Linked DNA regions of Zea mays: regions 2 and 3 are each linked to region 1. A link is a contact called in public Hi-C data. All regions are on one chromosome and are shown on one strand. The core of a region is the stretch at or near the end of the contact, and the rest is flanking DNA. Distances in the headings are between cores, read along the strand shown.

Region 1 (3,124 bases), core at 242-2,741:
ACAACACCTGCTGACATGTCCCATCCAAATGCTTCGGATACAGACAGATTTTCAGTCACGAGAAATCCTGTTTAAAGAATGTGAGAGCCAGAGCCTGATCTGAACGGGGTCGATTCCACCACCTGGGTGGCATGGAAACAAGATACATGGCCAAGACCGAGGCCGCTCTTAACGCTGACTCCAACATCAAATAAGTCTATTATAAATATCTAAATGACTGTAGCATTTTCAATTAATATTTTAGATGTGACGTGGAAGAGTATGCATATATAGATGACCATGCATTTTCGTAAACATGTATTTCAGTACCCCGATTAGACATGGTAACATCTTTCGGCTGACTGCGTAAATGAAACATGTGTTTGGAGGATTCTATATATCGTTGCCTATCCTTGTTTGGATCAGTCACGATCACCTAATAAGCGAACTAGCTGGTTTAGTGTGTACAGTACCTGAACTGGTGGTGCATGGCTCCATCAGGAATAGATCTTATATTCCCAAATAAGGCTCGAGTGTTTGACTTCACGGGCTCCCTCTGATTTGACACGTCCCCTCGGGACTCTTCGAGCCTGATCCGAACGCGTCATTTTCAGGGGGCAAGTTCGTCCCAGTCACAAAATTCCAATCGAAAACAGATCGTTTTATCTATACCGCCTTCCGCTTGGATGGAGAGAGAGAGAGAGAGAGAGAGAGAGAGAGAGAGAGAGAGAGAGAGAGAGAGAGAGAGAGAGAGGAGGAAACCCGATTCACACGACACTCGTCTTGCCACGCCCAGTGTTCTTATCTACCGACGAAAAAAAAAAGGCACCGGGTATCGCTCACAAGTCGTTATCTCGACGAAAAAAGCAGAAGCTACGGGTACCTAGGAAACCTAAAACAGCCTACAATTTTATAACAGATGGTGATGCTAATTATAAGCCCATGAAAAAAATTAAAGATTACTCCTGTTCTCTTTAGCCTTATTACAAACAGTCTTCGGTTGCCGTTGACGCCAAAATAGCTGCGGAGCTAACAGAGAAGGGCAGGACGTCTATCCTCAGTGGAAACGCCTGTATGACGCCTATACACATGAGCTGAACTAGCAGATGCATGCTGCTACTAGGAGGTGACCCCGCAATGAATAGAGAAAGTGCCCAGGTTAAGAAAGAAAAAAAATTACGGTAGGGAATGTTTGGAGGCGTTTAGTAAAATATTTTATTCTGTTAACTAAGTTGGTGTAATAAGGAGAATGATATATAGAGGCTAAATTTTAGAGGATGCTGCGGGAGACGGTAAAGTTATAGAGAAACAAATCTTTTAGAGTATACTGTAAAATACATAAAATATTTTTTTAAGTATGAAATTTAGTGAACAGACGGTGTTAGCACCATATATGCAAAACCAGAAGACCACAGCATGATCAGAAGTGGAGGCAGAGACCACATGGGCCATACCCACGCCAATGTTTACTCTCTGTTTTTTTTTTGGGAGCGAGAGGTGGTGCTGTAGACTATTGTGGGATTGCCTTCGGCCCAGCCCAAGTATTGTCCATCCCCATACTTGACGAGGCCCATCAGTAAGTGGATGGCAGTCCAACAAGCACACGCAACGCGTGATTGCTGTGCGCTTGCCCTTTCTTCACGTGCCGCTTCTCGGTACTGTCCCTCCAACTCGAAGAAAAGAATACCTGCAGGCTGCAGCTGCAGCTGCATTGCTGCATGATGTGAAATGTTGCCGGCCCCTGCTGATGCCTCGAGGCATCCGCCCCGGCCGCACGGCAGGGCAAACGACCGATTCCGGCGCGGTGCATGTGCATGGGCTCCACGCCCGCCGGCGTGGATTTCAGGCTATACTATCTGCTGATCGTCCTGCTTGTCCCATCCAATCCACCCCAAACCTGTTTGTTTTGTTTTGTTGTTATTCACGTGCTCCGTACAGCGGCCACTCGCTGTGCCTGTGTGGAGGATTGAGGAGACGGCCGGCAGACCGAAGCCACGAGTGGCGGGCGTTGGCACCTAAACCCGACAGCGACGTGCATGGTTCGCGCGCCCGACGGACGGTCACCGGCGCCCATTTATTGCCATGGCTCGCGTTGAGAGCTTCTTCTTTCTGCATGCGCCCTCTGCTCTCGTCATTAACTCCCGTCGCCGTCCCCCGCACATCACCCTCATCAATGAGGTCGGGAAGGAGAAGCAGGAAGCTGGAAGCAGGCTCGATCGATCGCGTCGTCGTCGCGCGACTCGGACGGAGAGCGCGCGCTTAAATGCTCGCGTCGTATCGGGGGAGTAGGCGGGCGCGCGCCGACGACTATACTACGCGATCGAGCCCGCTGCAGCGCGCGCGAGAGCGACCGGTTTTGCTGCTCCGCGCGACCGTCGGTTCTTTCTTCTTCTCCTTCTCCTTCTCTTTCTCCTCCCTATCCCAGTTCCAGACGAAACACCAGCCCGTCAGGGCGGTCTCTCGCTCACTCTCGTTGCCTGCTGCCGCTGTCCAGGCTTCTTTGAGACGACGTCGTCAGAGGTGGTCGCTAGCTCTGCCTCTCTGATCTCCGCGTGCGGGCGTACGTGTGCGTGCATGGAGAACGGAGATACTAGATAGATAGACAGCTCACTGGCGGACCCACACGCGACGCAAGCGTACAAGAAGACGTACGTAGTACGAGCCGAGGCCGAGCCATGCATCACACGCACACAGGCCACGGCGTGGACTGGACCGCCGGCGGACGAGACGACCCATCCAATGCAAGCAAGACGACGATATCATGCTGATATGGGAGATGTAGATCGTGTAGGTGCGCGCGCGCAATAATAATTCGGGCCGCGATCCGGCGGACTCCGCTGCAAATAAATGCCGTTGCCGGTGCAGCTAGCCATAGCTGCTAGCTCCAGCCATCCCTGGCACCCCTCCACGTACGTACGGGGGCAATCAACAAGGGGAAAAAATCCTTTTCAGCTGGGATGCAAAAAATCTCTTTTACACCGGCTCACATCTATACATGATAGTCTATAGAAATATAAAAATAAATTATTAAAAGGTTAAGTTGCAAATTTTGATTATTTTTTTGTGGGCTTTCAAGTGGTGGATGCGAGAGGCTGTAAAAGAAGATGTTTGAAACGGGATGTACAATTTTTTTCTCCAAACAACA
Region 2 (3,124 bases), core at 367-2,866, 370 kb before region 1:
ACAGTAATTTTTGACTAAGAGTGAACAAAAATAGTTGATCAATACAACTCACCAATAGATTATCTTCACTTAACGATTTCATCAGTTGTTTCTTAAAAGCCTCCAACTGCACAGAATGAACAATCTCTGGTAATTCGGGTAACTAGCAAAGTGCATTTTTTCATGTTGAATAGAAGTAGAGTCTGACAAACTTCATGCTGGTTAGAATTCCTTGCCAGGCTCATACATGTGACATCATTCAAGGAAATGGCAAATAACCAGTTTATGATTCATCAGTCACCAGAATCACAGACAAGTAATGTTCCGTTCGAAAATTTCAGTCAATTCCATAAAAAAAAACATCCAATTATTATAGTTCCTGCAACACTATGCCTGAAACTGCAACGTGACTGACAGTAAAGTAGTAACTGAACCTGTCCTGTTTTTATGCTATTTCTCTATTGAATCAGTTTCCATAAACCTGGCCTGACAATCTGATACCAATAACACCGTATTCAAAATTATTTACTACCAGCGGCCAGCGGGCTTCTCTAGAATCACATTAATCTGTCACGCAACCTCAATATCTGTAGTAAAATTATCTATTTTCCAACTACACAAAATCCGTAATTAAGACTGAAAGATATAAACCCCCTGCAGTATCACAATTTTGTACCCAGCCAAAGTTGAACCATCTGCCAGAGTAAAATAAAAATAAAAATAAATCTACTACTTCAAATCATCAAGAACAAATCAAAGGCTGTCTCTCTTTCATCACAGTAAGTCAGTAATGATAAAACATAAGACGTACTCTCCACTGCGATGCCGACTACACTACAATAAAACTGGCTCTTTGCACACTACCTACAAACAATGCTAGACATACGGACCATCCAAATTCATAATAATCAAATGCTTGTTTGTCCCATCTTTACCAAATGTCCAAAATCATGGCCACTGAAAAGCACATCTCTGATATACACAAGCAAACAACATTAAAAGAACAGAGTCTGGTGAAAGTCCCCAACAATTCCACTAACTGTACACTCGAAACACACCTCTACCCAAAATTTGCAGGCTTCACATAACAATCAATGCTGAAGCCAAAACCTGTAACCAGAATTGAGATGGGCCTAGGAAGCTAGTAAAGGCCATACCTTCGCCAAATTCCTGGTCAGCTTTTTGGTCGTCGCGGCGAGCGAGTCCCTTTCCTTCGCTAGCTTCGCCTGCGCGACAAAGGATCGTAGTCAAAGAAGCCAATCACAAATCATAATTCTACGGGGCAAAGGGAAGGGCGGGGAGCTTACGTTCTCGTCGAGAGCGGCGGCCAGGCGCGCGTCGGAGTCGGCGAGGCGGGCACGGAGCTCGGCCTCGGCGTGGTCGCGGTCGGCTAGGTCACGGCGGAGGCGCCCAGAGTCGGCCTCGAGGCGGGAGACGCGGGAGGTGATGGCCATGGAGGTGATCTTGCGCGCCACGTCCAGTTGCTCGTACGGGTCGGTGGGGATCACGGCCAGGATCTCGTCGGGAAGGTGAAAGTCTACGCCCGGCGCGGCCGCCGACGCCTCGTACCTCGCCATCGCCGGCGACGGGGCACGGGCGGTTACCTACCTGGCTACCTGGGTGGGTCACTTCTTGGTGGCGCTGGCGCTGGTCCCCGGCGTCGGGGAAGAATAGGAGTGGAAAATTAAGTTTTTTTTTTGTTGAAAATTTCTTGACGGATACCGACGCGGAGTCGCGGATGGACATGTGGTGCCTGGCGTATGCGTATACTGTTGGGTGCTCCATATCATTTTCCACTCATTGTTTCTCCTTTTATTCATTTGGATTTTCTTTGTACATTCTTTTGTTTCTTACATCCGTATTATTATTGGTGAGTTGGTAGGAGCTACACTCTATTCCTCCCATATGATCTAGAATGGCTAGCATTTTTCTCGTTTAGAAAGGTATGTGCTCGAAGCAATGCTAATATACGGAAAAAACACAATTAGAGCATTACCTGTTCTTTTTCATTTATCACATTTTAGTAAAAAAATAAAGTAGCCGACGATAAATATTCGAGAACGGATATTTATAAAACACTTATTATAGCTAGATATCCTCTTCTACCTTTTGTAGGCGACACTTGAACAGAAACTATAAACTTGTGTACTAAGAAAATCTTATTTATCCTCCAACTAATGCAGGGCGGACCCAAGTAGAGCCGAGTGCCGCACATTTTTTGTGTCAAGTACTAGAGTCTAAATTTTAACATGAGGTTCCCTACTCAGCCTAATTTAGATGCCACTGCTATGGTATTTTAGAGTTCATCCTTAGAAGCACATCCTAAGTCATATTTTGTACTAGGTTCGTCCCTGAAGTAACATACATATTGACGTACGGTTGGTACAGAGAATATGTGATGACTAGGTATCTATTCGGACTGGTTGAGCATAAAACTCCTGCTCACCAATTTATTCAGTCCCCAAGTGTCTATAACGTGCCATTGTGCCAAGGTAGAGAAAGAGCAAAAAAAAAAAACCTCTCACAGTAGTCTCACGGAGGTGTCTATCCATCTCTGCTGAGATGGCCTAGCACCAACCGTTGCAAGCGCGCCCTCACGGAGTAACGGGCCAGGCCCAGTTCGCGGCAGCCGCGGGCGCACATAGAGCAGAGCGCGTGCGGCAATCTAGTTCACGGGCACCAGCAGTTTTAGTACCACCTCGCTGCTTTAGGTCTGTTGCAGAACGTGGGAATAGCATATAAGGAGGACCTGGGCAGCCAAGAGAAGCCACGCAGCTGCGCGGTGCACACAGAGCGAACTATTCTTTCGCCTTTTACTAAAGAATACCGTGTGTGCGCCGCAAATAGCAGCATACGCCAATTTTTGAAGGGGATTTCCTTGTTGGAGAACCCCACAATTCAAATATAAGTTGTCTTTTGAAATTACAAAGTACTAGAGGAAGTATTAGAGGGGTTTTTTATTTCTTTGTCGTCCTAATTCCGAACTTATTTTTTTGAAAATTTGGTATCCAAATTTTAATTATTTCCAAGATCCTCGTTTTCAGTGGAAGTTTTGCTTAAAATCTAAATTCAAATAAATTGTCAAACAAAAGTAATCATTTATTAATTCAAATTATTTGTCAGATGGCGTCACAATTCAAATTTA
Region 3 (3,124 bases), core at 244-2,743, 320 kb before region 1:
GGCGCACCCCAAGTGTGAAAAGAGAACATACATGCGTTATCATGGACACTGACCAAGCCACACACAAAAAAATCAGCAGGCAAACAAATTAGCCAGTGTGGTTGTGGGCTTGTGCCGCTGAAGGGAAGCATACGGTACAGACACAACGGTGACTTGAACTACTATCCTAGGTTAAGAATGAGCTAGGAATTGCGGGGAAAAGCTACCGAGCTTGAAATCGGAATACGAGCGGAGCACTCCTCGTTTCTCCGACGGGCAAGTGAGACACGGCCGTCTGCGCCGTCGAAGAGCAATGGTATGCGCCCAGCGGCGGCCGGCGATCCCTCGGCCATTTCGAGGTGGATTGGTGCGGAGCGGAAACAGCAGAGACCGGAGAAAATTTGCAACTTGCTAATGGGCTTGGCCCAACAAGAGTCCACAGCCGACAGCTACCCCGAGAAAACAAGCCCTCTGTACCGCAGAAATCTCATGCCAAAAAAGCTTAGTATTTGTTCTGAAATAATCTCATGCCAAAAAAAAGGGACAGCAAGCAGTTGGCGAAGGGACTATACATAGTACATAGTTTGAAGAAAAAAAAAGAGTGCAGGCCTTAGAGACGAGCTTTAGGCAGGCAGCACATACAGTTTAACGAGGTGAGTGAGGTTCCGCAGCTCCTCAGGTATGGGGCCAACTGCGTCCAGTGTGTTTATCTTCCTGCACCGCCACCGGCATCGGATGGGAAAAAAAATTGGTGAATCTGTCATGGAGAGAGAGATAGAGAAAGGGAGCGCGGCGGCGGCGGCGGCAGCTCTGGACTCACAGTCTAGTGACATGGCAGAGCGTGTTGTTTTGGTCGGAACAGTCGCACTTGATGGCCGGGTTGAACGCAGGGTTGTCGTCGATGGACGTGTCGTCCGTCGCGGCGCCGCTGCAGGGGTTCCCGCTGATGTTCCACGACGGCGGCGCGCTCAGCCTCAGCTTGCTCAGGATCGCGTTCACCGCCGCCGCTGTCCACAGAGCCAAGGCAAGCCTCTCTCTCATCGGCACACGAACAACCATCGCTATAGCTTACAGAGCACAGCTCTGTCGATCGAGTGGGGTACATGCATAATTGCATACCCTATTACATACGTACCTTCCACCGGATCAGTCTGAGGCGCCTGCTGCGCCTGGGCAGCCACCCTCCAAGAACTCAGCAGCAGCAGCAGCAAGAACAGCAGCACGGGGGAGGGAAAGCCATGGAGGAGGCCGCCGCCGCCGCCGACACTCAGCCTGGGCTTCCTCATCTCTCCCTGCCCGGAGCTTGCTTGCTCGATCGTCCCTTCTCTGCCTGCTCGCTCTGCTGCTCCTGCTTCTGCTCCCTTCAGATATCTCTGAAACAAGTGGGGGATCGAAATCGAGTTGTCGAACCGAACAGAAGAAATGGACAAACGTGTCACACTCACATGACAGCAGCTACATTTATATGGAATCGTGCAATGACGCAGCGAGTAGGGCCCGCACAGCGGTAGCCACTGCCACTTGGCCTATATGAAATTGGCGCCACCAAAAGGCAGCAGATACTCTGGCACGCTGGAGAGAAAGCCAGGGCACTGATCAAGCTCGTTAGGTGGTGATTATGGAATTAACTAGTCATGATGATGGTGGGTGGTGTGGTTTCACGTTGGGGCTCGTCATTGAACAGCTCGATTTAGGTTTTTAAAGAACCCAAGTTGAAGGGGACCTTATCTGAGCTGACAAGACACAGGTCCAATGAATCCAGTGGAACAATAGTTTAGACTCCCGCACTTTTGTTATTGTACAACGTCGACCTCCAATCTCCATTATATAGGGCGTTTTGTGACTTGACAACTTCCACTATACTATAAGCAAATGGTGGTAGTTTATGGGGTGTTTAAATGCACTAGAGTTAATAGTTAGTGGCTAAAATTAGTTAGAGACGTTCAAACACTCTATCTAATATTTCAGCTATCAACTATTTTTAATAAATTAGCTAGTAGTTATCTATTTGTTAGCCAGCTAATTCTACCATCAAATTTTTAGCTAACTAACTATTAGCTCTAGTGCATTTAAACATCCGCTTAGTTTTTTTTCTAATCGTACCAGTATAGTAGGTGCTAGCTAGGCGAAAATGATAAAAACGGTCAGAGTGGTTACATGCATGAGGTATAACACGTGGATACCTGCATTTCTTTCCTTTCGGCCGTACTGCCCAAGTGTGCCAACTTGACTTCAATCCCAACGTCGTCACCTGCCGTTGATTAATCGTTTTTTTCTTTGATCAGCTTAGAGAAAGGAGAAACTGGACGCCCGTTTGCCAGAAATTTCAACACGGAAACGAAGCCCTACGTCAGCGCGCAACGCAAACAACATGCGCCCGTCTCGCGTTAACTGTCACACGAAAGTCGTACTTGATCGACTCCCCCCATCCCTAAGGGCCTGTTCGTTTTTCACGGATTGAAGACCTGAAATAGTTCCTAACCGGATTGTTTCTCTAATTTATATAAGTTTTGATAGGTTGGAATAAATCCGGGTCCAATCCTAGAGAAACGAACGGGGCCTAAACATGTTCAAAAACTTCGAGCATGGGACACTTCTTTGTCATGCAAAATTTCGGGCTAACTATCTCTTTGACAGCATATTACACAGCACACGGAGGACTAGATTTTAAATAACAAGTATAAAACTAAGAGCACCAAATTAAGTGCAGATAAATACTAGTAATTCGGTTAGCTTTATCGTACCGATGCCGACATCCTACCCACCCAACCATGCATTCGTCTTACAGGCTCCTCGTATACATTCACCTCTACCATCTGCCTCAACACCGATAAGGAAGTCTCTTCTAACCGGCATGCGGCAATAATGTCACTCTCAAGAGAAAAAAACATATCATGTTATACAGTACCTCCGTTTTTTGAATATTTGTCGCTGGCTACTTTATTTTTAAACTAAAAGTCTAAAATGTGACAAATAAAAAAGGACAAAAGGAGTAAGTTGTACATATCGAATATCGGATGACCACGACGTAATAGAAAAATATTTAAATTTAGATATTATAGATTGACTAGGGGCTAGTTGGAAATTAAACACACGCCGGCCCGCGGGGGGTTTAAATCCAATCGTTTCATTACTCTATTAAACA

Evidence for each region. Hi-C and Micro-C count contacts between places; a contact is called where the count stands out from the background.
Region 2: a contact with region 1 is called in a Hi-C map of ear, with 2.2 times the contacts expected there. The contact joins the promoter of LOC100277416 here to the enhancer-like site in region 1. A contact is called at or near these places in 2 of 25 Hi-C or Micro-C datasets (bundle sheath and ear).
Region 3: a contact with region 1 is called in a Hi-C map of leaf, with 2.2 times the contacts expected there. The contact joins two enhancer-like sites. A contact is called at or near these places in 5 of 25 Hi-C or Micro-C datasets (ear, endosperm, leaf and 2 more).

The regions. Positions count from the first base shown.
Region 1 is chr2:10,048,293-10,051,416 of Zm-B73-REFERENCE-NAM-5.0, reverse strand. No RefSeq gene overlaps it. Among protein-coding and RNA genes, the nearest start is that of LOC100278091, 15 kb to the right of the region's middle. Within about 2 kb of position 1,491, at least 20 of the 20 cell types and tissues checked have an H3K27ac peak or open chromatin away from gene starts, as enhancers often do. A contact at or near this core is called in bundle sheath, ear, leaf and 1 more, where this site is marked.
Region 2 is chr2:10,414,150-10,417,273 of Zm-B73-REFERENCE-NAM-5.0, reverse strand. LOC100277416 reads right to left here and starts at 1,616. Exons shown (of 10, transcript NM_001150981.2): 1 at 1,287-1,616; 2 at 1,137-1,205; 3 at 53-106. The coding sequence starts at 1,556. It overlaps LOC111590992 (U5 spliceosomal RNA), which reads left to right and starts at 2,753; the gene lies at 2,753-2,870.
Region 3 is chr2:10,372,055-10,375,178 of Zm-B73-REFERENCE-NAM-5.0, reverse strand. It overlaps the pseudogene LOC103645940. Among protein-coding and RNA genes, the nearest start is that of LOC103645941, 37 kb to the left of the region's middle. Within about 2 kb of position 1,493, at least 19 of the 20 cell types and tissues checked have an H3K27ac peak or open chromatin away from gene starts, as enhancers often do. A contact at or near this core is called in ear, leaf and tassel, where this site is marked.